Regions from separate parts of the Zea mays genome. Here region 2 is linked to region 1. A link is a contact called in public Hi-C data. All regions are on one chromosome and are shown on one strand. Each heading gives the region's core, a stretch centred on a gene start, on an enhancer-like site or on the middle of the called end of the contact. The rest is flanking DNA. Distances are from core to core; before and after follow the strand shown. Region 1 holds the start of LOC103653690. Region 2 holds the start of LOC542765 (ras-like gene).

Region 1 (6,203 bases), core at 2,462-4,961:
TACAGCAACTTGAGTATGAAGTTCAATTGAGCTACCCTACGCACCTAGCAACTGAGAAAAAGAAACCCTCTGCAACCAAGGGCCAGATATTGAAAAGGGAAGAAAGCAAACGAACCTAACATTATGGCAGCCAAGAAAGAAACAAACCAACCTAACATTATGCAAAATCCCCCTCTAAAAAGTAAAAGAGAATCATTCCACAAAGATCCTAGCATGGCGTTCCGCATGCATGACGATTGCCAAATGCCAAGAGCTTCCTCTGCAATCCTCACTGAAGCGGGATCCCCTCTGCTGCTCATGGAACAGACAACATTATGCTTAGATTCGATCTTCTAAAAAAGCACTACACATAGATCCTACAAGATGTTTGGCACTTGTGCTGAGAGCTTTTCCTGCAGCTCCCTGATCTTTAAACAGAGTTCCGCCTTCTGTTCCTTGTAGCTCTGAAGCACGAAGTCCTTTCCCTCGATGACTTCCTTCAGTTCAACAACCTCTTTCTTCAGCATCTCCACCCTCTCTACCTCTCCCTTTCTCTTCTCAATGCCAACACAATGCAGATCAGCATCATCAACACAACCATCAGCATAACCATTTGAATGACCATTTGTAGCATCTGACTGCCAATGTCCAGCTTGCAAAGGTTTCTCATGGGAGAGTGCTTCTGCGACACAGTGATCTGCAATGATCTTCCTCAGATGCTGAATCTCTCGTTCGGATTCAAACAGATCACGATTGGCAACATCCAATTGAGACTGCAGGTTTGTGGACTGTGTCACTTGAATGTTAATAGAGTTCTTAAGATCAGCAATCTGAGTTTGCATCTCCATGATCATCTCATCACGTTTCTTGAGGTGCTGTCTTAGCTTCTGTATGACCTCTCTTTTGCTATAAATGTCAGACCCTGATTCTGAAACGCAGGGAGAGCCAGAGCTGTTCGAGTACTGAAATGGCCTTCGAGGATCTTCAAGCCGATCAGGTGAGGATATCCACATAACGCCACTGTTTTCTTTGCTTGATTCTGGTGTCGGTATCTTGACAAGTGGAAGTGAGGATTCAACTGATTTGGGTACAGGACTTGCTGGTGCTTGCTTGACTTCCACTCCACTATCTGCAAGCCCTGCACATGGTAACAGGAATTAGTAATAACAAGTTTTGGGAAGAACTTTCATGCCACCAACAAAAGAAACGATAACAAACTAGTGTGAAATCCAACCCAAGAACTACATTTATTAATTCAGTTCAATCAGCACAGTGAAAGCAACAGCCAGAAACAATGGAACTATCAGTGCCTCTAAATGCTAAACTCATATCCAAAGATGGAAATTTGGTAAATGTCATAATCATTAAGTCAGACTATTATTTTGTGGATATGTATGACTCTTCACTCTTATGCATGCAAACACCGGAGACCTAAAATGCAATTGGCCAAGTGGCTAAGCCCCCCTCCCTAAAAAATAGTAAGACCTCCCACCCACAACCCCCCCCCCCCCCCCCACTCCCATAACGTGCAGACAGCAGACGAGGTACATATTCCGTAACGTATCACGGTATCAGTACATATACACAGCAGCTACATATAAAAGAAGAGACACATATGTGTTGGCCTGCTTCAAATACTATCCAGCACACTTCATTCCTCTTGCACACATCCCCTGCCTTGCCATAACCTCCAGTTCACCACACCGCAACATGCATTTGGCAGATGGCACACACACACAATTCCATGAGGCCACAACCTCGAACCTGATGGCAGCAAGGCAGCAGTGAGGTAGCAGCGAGCCAGCGATACACGGGCCTGTATGCCCGCCCACATGACACAGTGCTGCGCAACGGCCCCAGTAGCTCATCAGGGTGCATAGGCCGCATAGTAACAGTGACTAGCAACGAATCTGTTCCCTCTCCTGTATTCCCTTTTTCTCCCATAGTCAATTTTGCTAGGATTTATTTCTTTCTCTTTCAGATCTAGTATCCGTTTGCTTAACTTTTCTAATCCAGAAATGGCAGCAACAGGTACTGCCATTGCAGCTTCTCAAAGCTCCATCAACATCAGGGTACCATTGTTGGACCATATCATCATTAATTCATTATTATTTTTAAAAAATATAAACTAAAATGTATCTGTATATCCATATCTTTGCTACATAGGCCCCCCTATCACATTAATGAAACAAACTATAAAAAATCCGTCAAATAAATTCAAGGTTAGAGGACAGCAACTAAGAGCTTTTTGTATACATTCAACACACAGCCAAATACATAGCACAGGTCTAAAAACATGTATTTTAAAATTGTATGTATTTTAAAAACATGCTAAAAAACATTCCAAGCCCTACAGATTAAAAGGTCCACCAAGAAGCAAGAAACAACCAATAGTGCAGGTTAGCCCCCAAACATGCTAGATATGTATTCTAGCACTAAATTCAGTGACATATGAACAGAACAAAAGTTACAGATAAAGCACCTGAAACAGAGTAGCAACAGCCAGTTTGGTCACTGAACCGGTAGAGGTCTGAGTGCAGCTCGCATGCTTCAGGTCTTCTTTTAGCTGCAATTTTGCACAGTAAGCAGCAAGCATACAAATAATGCAGAGACAAGTCAAGATTGCAACTGCAGATAGGGGCATGATATGACATAATACCTTTGGAAGTATTATTTTGCTGCTTCCCATTGAACCACTGCTTTAGTTTGCACCCAATCTTGACTGAAAGCGCGCTAAGCAAAAAACCCCCAGCAACAAGAACCCAGTTTGGCCCTTCTCCTTGGACCTGATTACCTCTCCCAGACTTCTGTAAGCTCCTACTCGTCTTAGTCTTCATCATAGAAACAACCAATTTCTCCAGCCAAGTCTACAAAGACGGTACCTTAACCTGCATAAATGCACCACAACAACCATATTGGTGGAGGAAAAAAATAGCTTCTACTATAATAACCATAAGGACCTAATAAGATTCTGAAGTGAAGGAAACTAAATCATATGGCGTTAACGAATGCGCAGGAAGAATGTAGATTCATCTCGCTGTGGAAGAAGAACCATGAAAGCTAAAAACATGGCAATCTATCAATTTCTCCAACCGTACGTCCAAGAAATGGGAAAGGTCACAGCAACGTTTCATAAACCTTCAAGACAGCCTCCCCAAGGGTCTGCGGATTTAGGTGCCCCATTGAGGTTAATAGTGATTTCGGGTCCCATTCAGGCTCATTACCCAATGTCAACACCCATGACAGCAAGTAAAGTATAGACTCTGATAAAGGAATCAACCTAGGCCTTTTCCTTTTTCAAGGGAATCGATCGACTAAAGATGCATTCATAATCACCGACACTCGTCTCTAAATTTTCGGACCTGTTGAGTCCCTCAACCCTCCTCTCGGAGTGTCATGCCAAGCGGCACAGGGTGGTACCGGATTCAGTTGCACCCGGACGCAGACGACTGGAGGCGGTATTCGGCGAGCCCCGAATTCAGCGGAGCCAGCTGCAACTGGGGCTCCGGCTCCGGCTCCGTTGCCTGTAGGAGAGCGCAGCGTGATCGCGGACGGCTCGGTGCTCTCACGGCGCGGGTGGCGGCGAGGAAAGAAGGAAGGAGGCGGCGGTGGAGTCGAAGCAGATGTGATTTTGTGGAACTTGATGGTTTCCCATTTTGCCCCTTTCTTCTTTACTTTACCTTTTCTTTTATTTTTATGTTATTTTTTTTCTAAGTTCCTTTTTTTCTCCCCTTTGCCGAGTGGGACGCTAGTTCACCAAATCATGGATCAATTCGGCTAACCGGTTAATCGATTATCAAGGCCGGCTGGTAACGTTGTATCGCTGATTTACGAGTTTAAATTTTGGAGATTTCTAAACTTTTGATGCCAATTTTCTTATAAATAATATAGATTATTTAATGACTTTCCATTAAAATTAATTTAAAAACACATAACTGAATTCAAACTAAAAATCAAAGAAGTTAGAAAAAAGGGAAAAAAAGAAAAAAACACTATTTAGCCTGATCTATTCTATGGTCCAATAAGCAAATATATTACCCTATTATGATGAGGCTAGCCGCTCGTGAGCGAGAACACGGGTGTGCCAGAGGCGATTGCGTGTTGCGAGAAGAAAAGCACGTCCAGTAGCTCGCGAAAAACAAGGGGAGATTAGAGAGGGTATGCAGATGTAGGGAAGAGAGAGGCAACGTCCTTTTTCATGGCCGCGTTCGTGATCCGTTCGTGATCCGCTAGATGGATCTACAGTGCTTCGCAACCCTCTAAAACGCGTATCTGCGACGCTTTACGCGAGCAGGGCGAGCTGTTGGACTCAGCCTTATCTAGTCAACGCATCCACTCACTTCCTTTCGTCCTCCTGCTCTCTGTGTGTGCCACGCAAGCGCCCTATCCACCATTAGAGTCGCTCGTTCTACAACGACGTGCTAGCTAGCCGATGGCTACGACCACGAAACCACTCAGATCGTCCGCTGCTCTGCCGCACGGGTAAGCCCCCCCCCGTCTACTGGTAAATCGCTCTGTTCTCCCAATCATCTGGTATCCCTAGCTAGCCATTAGTTGTCACAGTTGGTTCCCGCTAAGCCCATCCGCCGGTTTAAGTCGGCTAATCGTGTGTTTGCGTCGATTAGCCACTCCTTGAAGCCAATTAATTACTCCCCCAGTAGCTGATAAGCTGGCCGGTGTAGTAGTTAAGGTTTGGGGATTTCCCCTTTTTCACTTCAAATCTTATAAATTATCACGGTTACTTACTGCTATTTGCAATAATGACCAACAGTGCTTGCAATAATAGCTCATATTACTGATATTTTCAGGGATGCTGGATCGGATCGATCCAGTTTAGGAGCATTGGAATAACATATCTTGTATTCAAGTGCAAGTATTGTAAGGAACAATGGAAGGAGGGCGGTGCTACTCGTTTTAGACAATACCTTACATCACGTGGACGAAATGTGCAAGGTTGTCGCAACGTTCCGTCGGACGTTTGCAATTACTTTCGACGGGAGCTTGACAAGGGACAATATAGAAGGGAAAGCAAGAATACTGGAGGAGGTATGAAAGTTAGCATTGGCGGGTTCACCTCAATGATGACGATGTTGAGTTGCAGGTCGCATTACATGCTTTAAGAGATGAGGAGGAACTTAGGAGGCATGCTTGCGCGAGTAGTGGCACGTATGAGAGGGTGATGGCTCCTCCCATGGGGGTGTTCATGGCATGTTTGGAAGAACACCTTTTAGGAAGGAGAAACCACGCATGGTCCGACCAAGGATTGATAAGGCCTCGTTTTCGAAGGCAGTAAGGAATGACGTCCATTTCATTGGTAAGCCTATTGGACCCCCGAGTCTGGTAGTGATAGACAAGGTTCATCTTCACCCCTTCTTCCCTATATCAATTATCCAATTGGTGAAGTGACTCAGTAACCCATGAGGTGGGTGTATCAATGGGAGGAGCCTGAGTACTAAATATTAATGGACTCATGGAGTACGACTTCTGCGTGGACCAGACAGACTTGGACGGAGTACAAAGGAATGTTGATGTGTGAGCAAGGTATTATATTATTCTCATCGGAAGGGTATAATGTGACATATGATCAATGGAATGCTTACCCGTGGGCATGATGTTCACCGGAGGGTGTATTGTATCTTTGATGCTATTCATGAACTATGAAATTGTGGCATTAATGTATTTGCACTTCTAAATATTGTGATTGGACTTGTGATAAGATATGGACCATTTTTGTTGAATTTTTGTAATCATAATGGACTTTATTTGACAAAAGGGGTCAATTTCCCTTTGTCTACAACCAGTTTATCGATTTAGGGACCGATTAATCGATTGAATTGGTCGATTTATCGACTATAAATTGAGCAAATTTCAAATTTGGTTTAGATTCTAATTTGGCATGTTTGTACTGGTTTTCATTGATTAATCATGGTAAACCGGTTAGCAGTGATGGCCGATTTTTGAAGTTTAACCAGTTTGGTGAACCATGGTAGGATGACGGGAAAAGCACAATAAACACAAACAGTTCGGTTGATTTTTATCTATATTTAAAGTATAGATAAAGAATCTATTTTTAATAGAAAATATTCTATAATTTTATGGATATTTCATTTTATGACTTATAAAAAGTTAATAGTCATCCCAAAATAGTTTAATCCCTATTAAATGTACTTCTTCTTCTCTTTATTAAAAAAACATAGTTACATCATCAAAAGTATTTATGTAAT
Region 2 (6,544 bases), core at 3,277-5,776, 290 kb after region 1:
GGGCCAACGTCCAAGCACGTGGGCTCTTCAGGCACGGCCCGTTAAGCACGTAGACCCGTGCCGGCCTGTTTGCTGTTGGGCCGTGCTTGCCCGGGCCCGTGCCGGGTCGGCCTGTTGGCCATCTATAGTTGGAATGAGTGAAACTTCAACCCTAAACCAGAGTTGATAATATATTATATAGAATAATTAGGTGGACCAAACCCATTACAATAGGTGTAATTAGGTAATTACAGGATAACCCTAATCCTAGCCCTAAACAAGAGTCTAACAATAATGATCGTGAAAGTAGACTATCAGCTCGATAGCCAAGGTCCTGTAATTTGTAAGTCAACATTAGCTTACTGACAGTTAAATATCAATTGTAACTTGCAACAGGACCACAAAGAATAGAACATTGTTAGAAGAAGCAAGATGAAACCAAATGCATATAGAGAACATATTAAAATTCACAGCATATTTCCATTTCCTTCGTTACCTAATAAAACTCAAGAAAGACAAGAAAAAAAGAAGTGTGAACCCCAGTAGGAAAGTAACATTTTTGGGGAGCGTATTTTCTATTAGCATATTAAAATTCATAGCATATTTTCCATTTACATAATCAGTACTGCGCAGTATCATTTAAATTCTATCCAAATGTGATAAGTTGATTGGGGTTAAGATTAAGAATGAAATCCACAAAAACATCATTATTATGTTATACTTGTTAAACCATGTTTAGTGTTGATACGTCAGACAGACTATTCCAAGTAAAGAGCTAGACAGGAAGATAGCAACAAAAGCAAGGGTGTCATTCACAGAGCATTGAATGGGGGTGTCATGGGCATCATAGGGAGCGAGAGGCAACAGCCAGGCTGGGATAAGGCTAGAGAATAAGATTGAGATGAGAGAATTGTGGAGAGTTGGTTAGCATCAGATAAGTCCAAGAAAGTAGGAGTTAGTTGAGAGTTTGTAGGAGAAATTGGTTAGCCATAGGGCTATTTATAAGTCGCATGGCAACAGGGAATAAATCAAGCAAGATCATTATCAAACCAATCTCTCTCTCTTGCAATGACCCTCTCAAGCGCCTAGGGCTGCTACCCTAGAACCAAGCCTGCGGCAGAGGGGTATAACCTCGCCGGAGAAGACAGCTATCCCCATGGACCGAAGGTCCATGACACCTGGTATCAGCTCCAGGTTATCCTCACCACCACCAGCCGCCCATCCCTCACCACCACCAGCCGTCGCGCCATCTGCCGCCGCAACGCCCTCCCACCCGCCCTCTCAAGCGACTAGGGCTGCTACCCTAGAACCAAGCCTGCGGCAGAGGGGTATAACCTCGCCGGAGAAGACAACTATCCCCATGGACCGAAGGTCCATGACAGATGCATTCGCTCGGCTCGAAGAGAAGTGGGATCAATTCGTTGTGATGTTCCACCGCTACAAGGAGAAGACAGAGAAAGAACTCCAAGCAGCGGTGCGGCTTCAGGCGACAGCGCGAGGGTTCCTGGCACGCCGCCAGGTACAGTCCCTTCGTGGGGAGAAGCACCTTGCTGTGGCCTCCAGGGCCACCCCATGGCCGTCATCACATGAGCAGGCCGTGGTGCGCCTGCAAGCCGCAGTGCGCGGCTTCCTTGTTAGGCGGGCAGTGCGGAAGCTGCACTTGCTGATCAGCTCATCGCTGCACCAACTCGCAGCCTGCGCACCCAACCACCAGGTCTCGTCTATACTTTTTGAACCCCCTGCAGAAGTCGAGATCTGGGTATGCAGCCCCCTGCACGGCCAAAGAGGGTCGTCTCCTTCATTCGGGCAACTGCCTTGGTGCTGGACAGACCCAACATAAGAACGGGCTGGTTCCTCCTTCACCTTTCATCCAACGTGAAGTCCGCAGTTCAGCTCTTTCCTTGGGATCCAGGAGGACATAGCTGCAGTTCAAATTTATATTTTAGTTCCACAATTATTTTGCATTTTCATCTTAAATAATAAAGGTAAGCCGAGATGTAAAAGGCTTAACCTTAAGTCGTGTCAGGTAAGTCTATGGCAGCTCGAGGACGAGCTGGTCCTCAAGGGAGGGGGAGATGTCATGGGCATCATAGGGAGCGAGAGGCAACAGCCAGGCTGGGATAAGGCTAGAGAATAAGATTGAGATGAGCTGGGATAAGGCTAGAGAATAAGATTGAGATGAGAGAATTGTGGAGAGTTGGTTAGCATCAGATAAGTCCAAGAAAGTAGGAGTTAGTTGAGAGTTTGTAGGAGAAATTGGTTAGCCATAGGGCTATTTATAAGTCGCATGACAACAGGGAATAAATCAAGCAATATCATTATCAAACCAATCTCTCTCTCTTGCAATGACCCTCTCAAGCGACTAGGGCTGCTACCCTAGAACCAAGCCTGCGGCAGAGGGGTATAACCTCACCGGAGAAGACAGCTATCCCCATGGACCGAAGGTCCATGACAGAGGGTGAAGTCAGGATGCAAAGCCAACAAAAACAAACACCTGCCGGCTAGCTTCAGTTTATTAGCAATAGCGGCTAATTCTACTGTCTAACCGATTTTGCTTCTACTAGACATGATTCATCCTGAAATCCATTCTGCTCACTTGCACAAACTTCCATTACATCCACTGCAACCAGAATTCTCCCTATCTGCGCGCATAGTAATAGAAATATGTGGCCTCTGAAACCAAATCATATAAGCGTTCATTTGCTCCAGTGAAGAGCGTTACTCTCTTTTTCTGCAATATCCTGAAATCCATTCTTTTTCTGTTACTTCTCGACAACCAATCTCTGGTGGTAGTCATTAGCACTGCTATGTTTGTGCACTGTGACGAGTGGGATGACTACATCAACGAACCCTACGTCGACTAGCGAAAACAACTCTGGTGTCACTGGTACGCTACTATAGCAAAAAAAAAATCTTATTTTCCTTGTTAATTTGAATCGTGATTACTATGATAGTTATCTTATTAGAGAATAGACTATACATGCATATACTCGGCATCATAAACACAATGTTAATTTAGTAATTAAATTGTCTAGTTTTTAAGAGAGATTATTGATCGGGACTTGTGGATATTGCTGAAGCCGGCTAAAGTTATTGGGGGCGTGTTTATTTAAATTTGAGAGCTCCCAATTAGCACAATGCCAAGATTTGATTATATCCATATCTATATGTATACATAATATTAAATATAAAAAATCAAAATCTTACCCCATTTATTAGCTTCACTATCCCTTAATACCGAACAATGAAGAGTTTCTTTCATGCGAACTTATATGATTCATGCTCATACGAGTTAGAATTGCTTTTGTCAAGCGGTGATCGATATGAAGCCTGATTCGAAGACTTATTGGGTTGTGCCCTCCGCATCTTACATGTAAGTTAGACTTATAAATTTTGCTCATACGAGTTAAAATAACTCGTGTATAGCGATGATACAAATAGGGTATTTGATTGAGATTATAATCTGATTAGGTTATATAATCTAACAAATTTTGATCTATTTATATAATTTGGACAGATTATAATTCGAAACAAACACCTCCAAAATCTAATTCCAACATATATTGGATCATGTTTATAATGTACGAACACAATTGCTGGTCAATGTTAAAATAAGCTTATATGTTGTGTCTTATAGTGATTATTCTACAACGTAGGAAGATTATGTTAGAAAGAAATAGCCACCTTTTAAAATATAGAAGATGTAGCAAGATAGTTATGATAACTTTCATAATCTCAAAACGCTATTCTTCAATGTTTGTTTAAGTTTGAAGTTGATGGTATTTATATCTATAGCTCCAAATTAATTTGTTATAAAAACATATTTTATAATTACTTTAATATTAGCTATTTAATATTATATGTATCGATTTTTAGCTATAAATAATTAAATTTAAGGTACAAAGATTCTAGAGTAGTATATTTTGGTACGGATAGAGCAAGAAGTGTGTGCTATTGTTGGTCGGATGTCCATTCACATATTTAATGTCTATGTGTTCAGTGTTATAGTGCTATACACGCAACATTTTTAGGCTATTCTCAGCACCTTTTCTATTTTAAATTTTAATTTTATAAACAATGTCATCGTCCCAATTTATTATTCATTCGTCTGACTTTTTTATCACAAGTTTGATCAACTCGTCTTATTCAAAAAATTGTGAAAAAACTTAAAACCCGTTGTAGTTTTGTTTATTATCAAATATACTTTACATATAACTTAAATTTTTTTGTTTTATGATTTTTTGAATAAGACAAATAGTTAAAGTTAGGGTTAAAAAAGTCAAACAAATTATATTTTGAATCGAAGGGAGTACAATATAAACTCTATTTTTTTTCAAGATCCACTTCTAGAGCGGTTAGGCAAAACCGCGCGCCATTTGGCCAGAGCCCACCGCCCAGCCAGCGAGGAATCCTGATTTGGAGCACTGGACGGGACGCGTTGCCATTAGCTGTCGCGTCAGTTACGTTTTGCTTGCCCTGTTCTCGTTCGGCCTTGACAACCCGGAAATCCTCCAGCCCTCTAGTCCCCAACGACGCAGGAAGCAGGATCGAGCCGAATCCTCCGGAACTCGCCGCCGGGGCCAACCGACCTCACACTATTGATCGAGGATGTCGTACGCCTACCTCTTCAAGTACATCATCATCGGCGACACAGGTCCGTCGCCCCCTCGCTCCCGAATCCGCTGCCACTCTGATCCCCGCCGCCCCGCCCCGCGCGGGGGGAGATTGGATCCACGCGGCTGGGGATCTGCTGTCATCTGCTCATCGGTGTTGGTACATACGAGCGGCGATTGATCGATCGGTTGGTTGGTTGTGTTGCAGGCGTGGGGAAGTCATGCCTGCTGCTGCAGTTCACGGATAAGCGCTTCCAGCCCGTGCACGATCTCACCATCGGCGTTGAATTTGGCGCCCGCATGATCACCATCGACAACAAGCCCATCAAACTCCAGATTTGGGACACGGTCCGTCCTGCTCCTCTCTTCCGTTCGTTTTTTCCTGCCCTCTTCATGGTGTTGTTTAGGTTGCGTACGAGGTTAGCAGTTTCAAGCAACGATGGCTGTAGGAATTTCGAATTGTTTCAGAAACAACGCGAACATTTTTGGGATCCTTAATTGCTGATGCCATTTATGTTCCTCTTGCGTTTTGCTGCACTGGCTTGATAATCTAGAGATTTTTGAATCACAGACCCTGGCAGTTCTGCAACATCCAGCCACTTTGTGCAAAATTGTGTTATCCTCTTGCATAAGGTCGTATATATGTCTCGGTCATACTGCTGGCTTACCAAAAAAAAATCCCAAACTTAGGTCACCAACTATCAAATCAACCAGCATATGTCGAGGTAGTGACAAAGCACCAGACTCCAACAAGCTAACAGGCTTTAGTCTAGTCTGATTATATGTTATTAATCCATGTTTTCGTATGGAATACTGCTGGCAGTACCAAAAGAACCAGTCTCGTGCGTTCTAAATTGCAAGTATGTTGCTGATTTCATTCATACTTATCAATACAAACTTAAGGAAATTATACAGTGATGTAAGAAAATATCTCCTCTTAGACAATTGGACCTATATTTATCTCAACTTAGTGTAATTGCAACACTTCTGTTTGCAAAGATATCTTCGGTAATTGCTCCAATGGTCTGGCTACACGTTTTCAAGAATTTAACACTTGTAAGTTTGTAACCAGGGTACTGTAACATGTAAAGCATTTTTATTAGCATTTCCCATATTAGTTCGAGTTTCAGAATCTGTTCATCCTTATAATTGTTTGGTTTGTTCATCATGTAGTATGTTCATGTTATTATTTTTATTTTTTTGCTTAGGAGTATGGTTTTAATGAACTACAACCACAACACATTCACCACTACTTCTGTTGAGTGTGATGTCATGAAGCGTTATATTCTCAATTGATTATGACTTGAATTTCAGGCTGGCCAAGAATCATTCAGATCTATTACTAGGTCATACTACAGAGGAGCTGCTGGAGCCCTTTTGGTTTATGATATCACTAGGTACTAGTTATATGGTTTTGTTTGGTTATATTATATGCATCTTATTTTGGCATTTACAATCACTAATGATTCTTACGTTTGGGTCACCCAACTTCAGGAGGGAGACCTTCAATCATCTCGCAAGTTGGCTAGAAGATGCCAGGCAACATGCAAATGCTAACATGACAGTGATGCTGATTGGAAACAAATGTGACCTTTCTCATAGGCGTGCTGTCAGCTATGAGGAAGGCGAACAGTTTGCCAAGGAGCATGGTCTGGTTTTTATGGAGGCATCTGCTAAAACTGCACAAAACGTCGAGGAGGTGAATTTTTTTTAGACCTACTAACTGTTTACTACTATATTGCCCACTGGTGTCTTTTCTAACCATTTTAACATCTTTTTCTGATATAGGCATTCATTAAGACCGCTGGTACAATATACAAGAAAATCCAAGATGGCATATTTGATGTATCAAATGAGGTTAGTTCTTAGTTAGTACTTCTTTTCAGGTGCTTGTTCAAGGTTGTGCCAAGTGTTGGTAATTAATGAGATTGCAAGTTTATAACACAGTAATA

What was found. Hi-C and Micro-C count contacts between places; a contact is called where the count stands out from the background.
Region 2: a contact with region 1 is called in a Hi-C map of leaf, with 7 times the contacts expected there. The contact joins the promoter of LOC542765 here to the promoter of LOC103653690 in region 1. A contact is called at or near these places in 5 of 25 Hi-C or Micro-C datasets (bundle sheath, ear, endosperm and 2 more).

What each region holds. Positions count from the first base shown.
Region 1 is chr4:132,347,751-132,353,953 of Zm-B73-REFERENCE-NAM-5.0, forward strand. It overlaps LOC103653690, which reads right to left and starts at 3,712. Exons shown (of 4, transcript XM_020552603.3): 1 at 3,400-3,712; 2 at 2,639-2,867; 3 at 2,462-2,545; 4 at 1-1,117. The coding sequence starts at 2,819. The coding sequence ends at 357.
Region 2 is chr4:132,639,718-132,646,261 of Zm-B73-REFERENCE-NAM-5.0, forward strand. It overlaps LOC542765 (ras-like gene), which reads left to right and starts at 4,527. Exons shown (of 6, transcript NM_001112273.1): 1 at 4,527-4,633; 2 at 4,801-4,940; 3 at 5,907-5,989; 4 at 6,087-6,291; 5 at 6,381-6,449. The coding sequence starts at 4,588.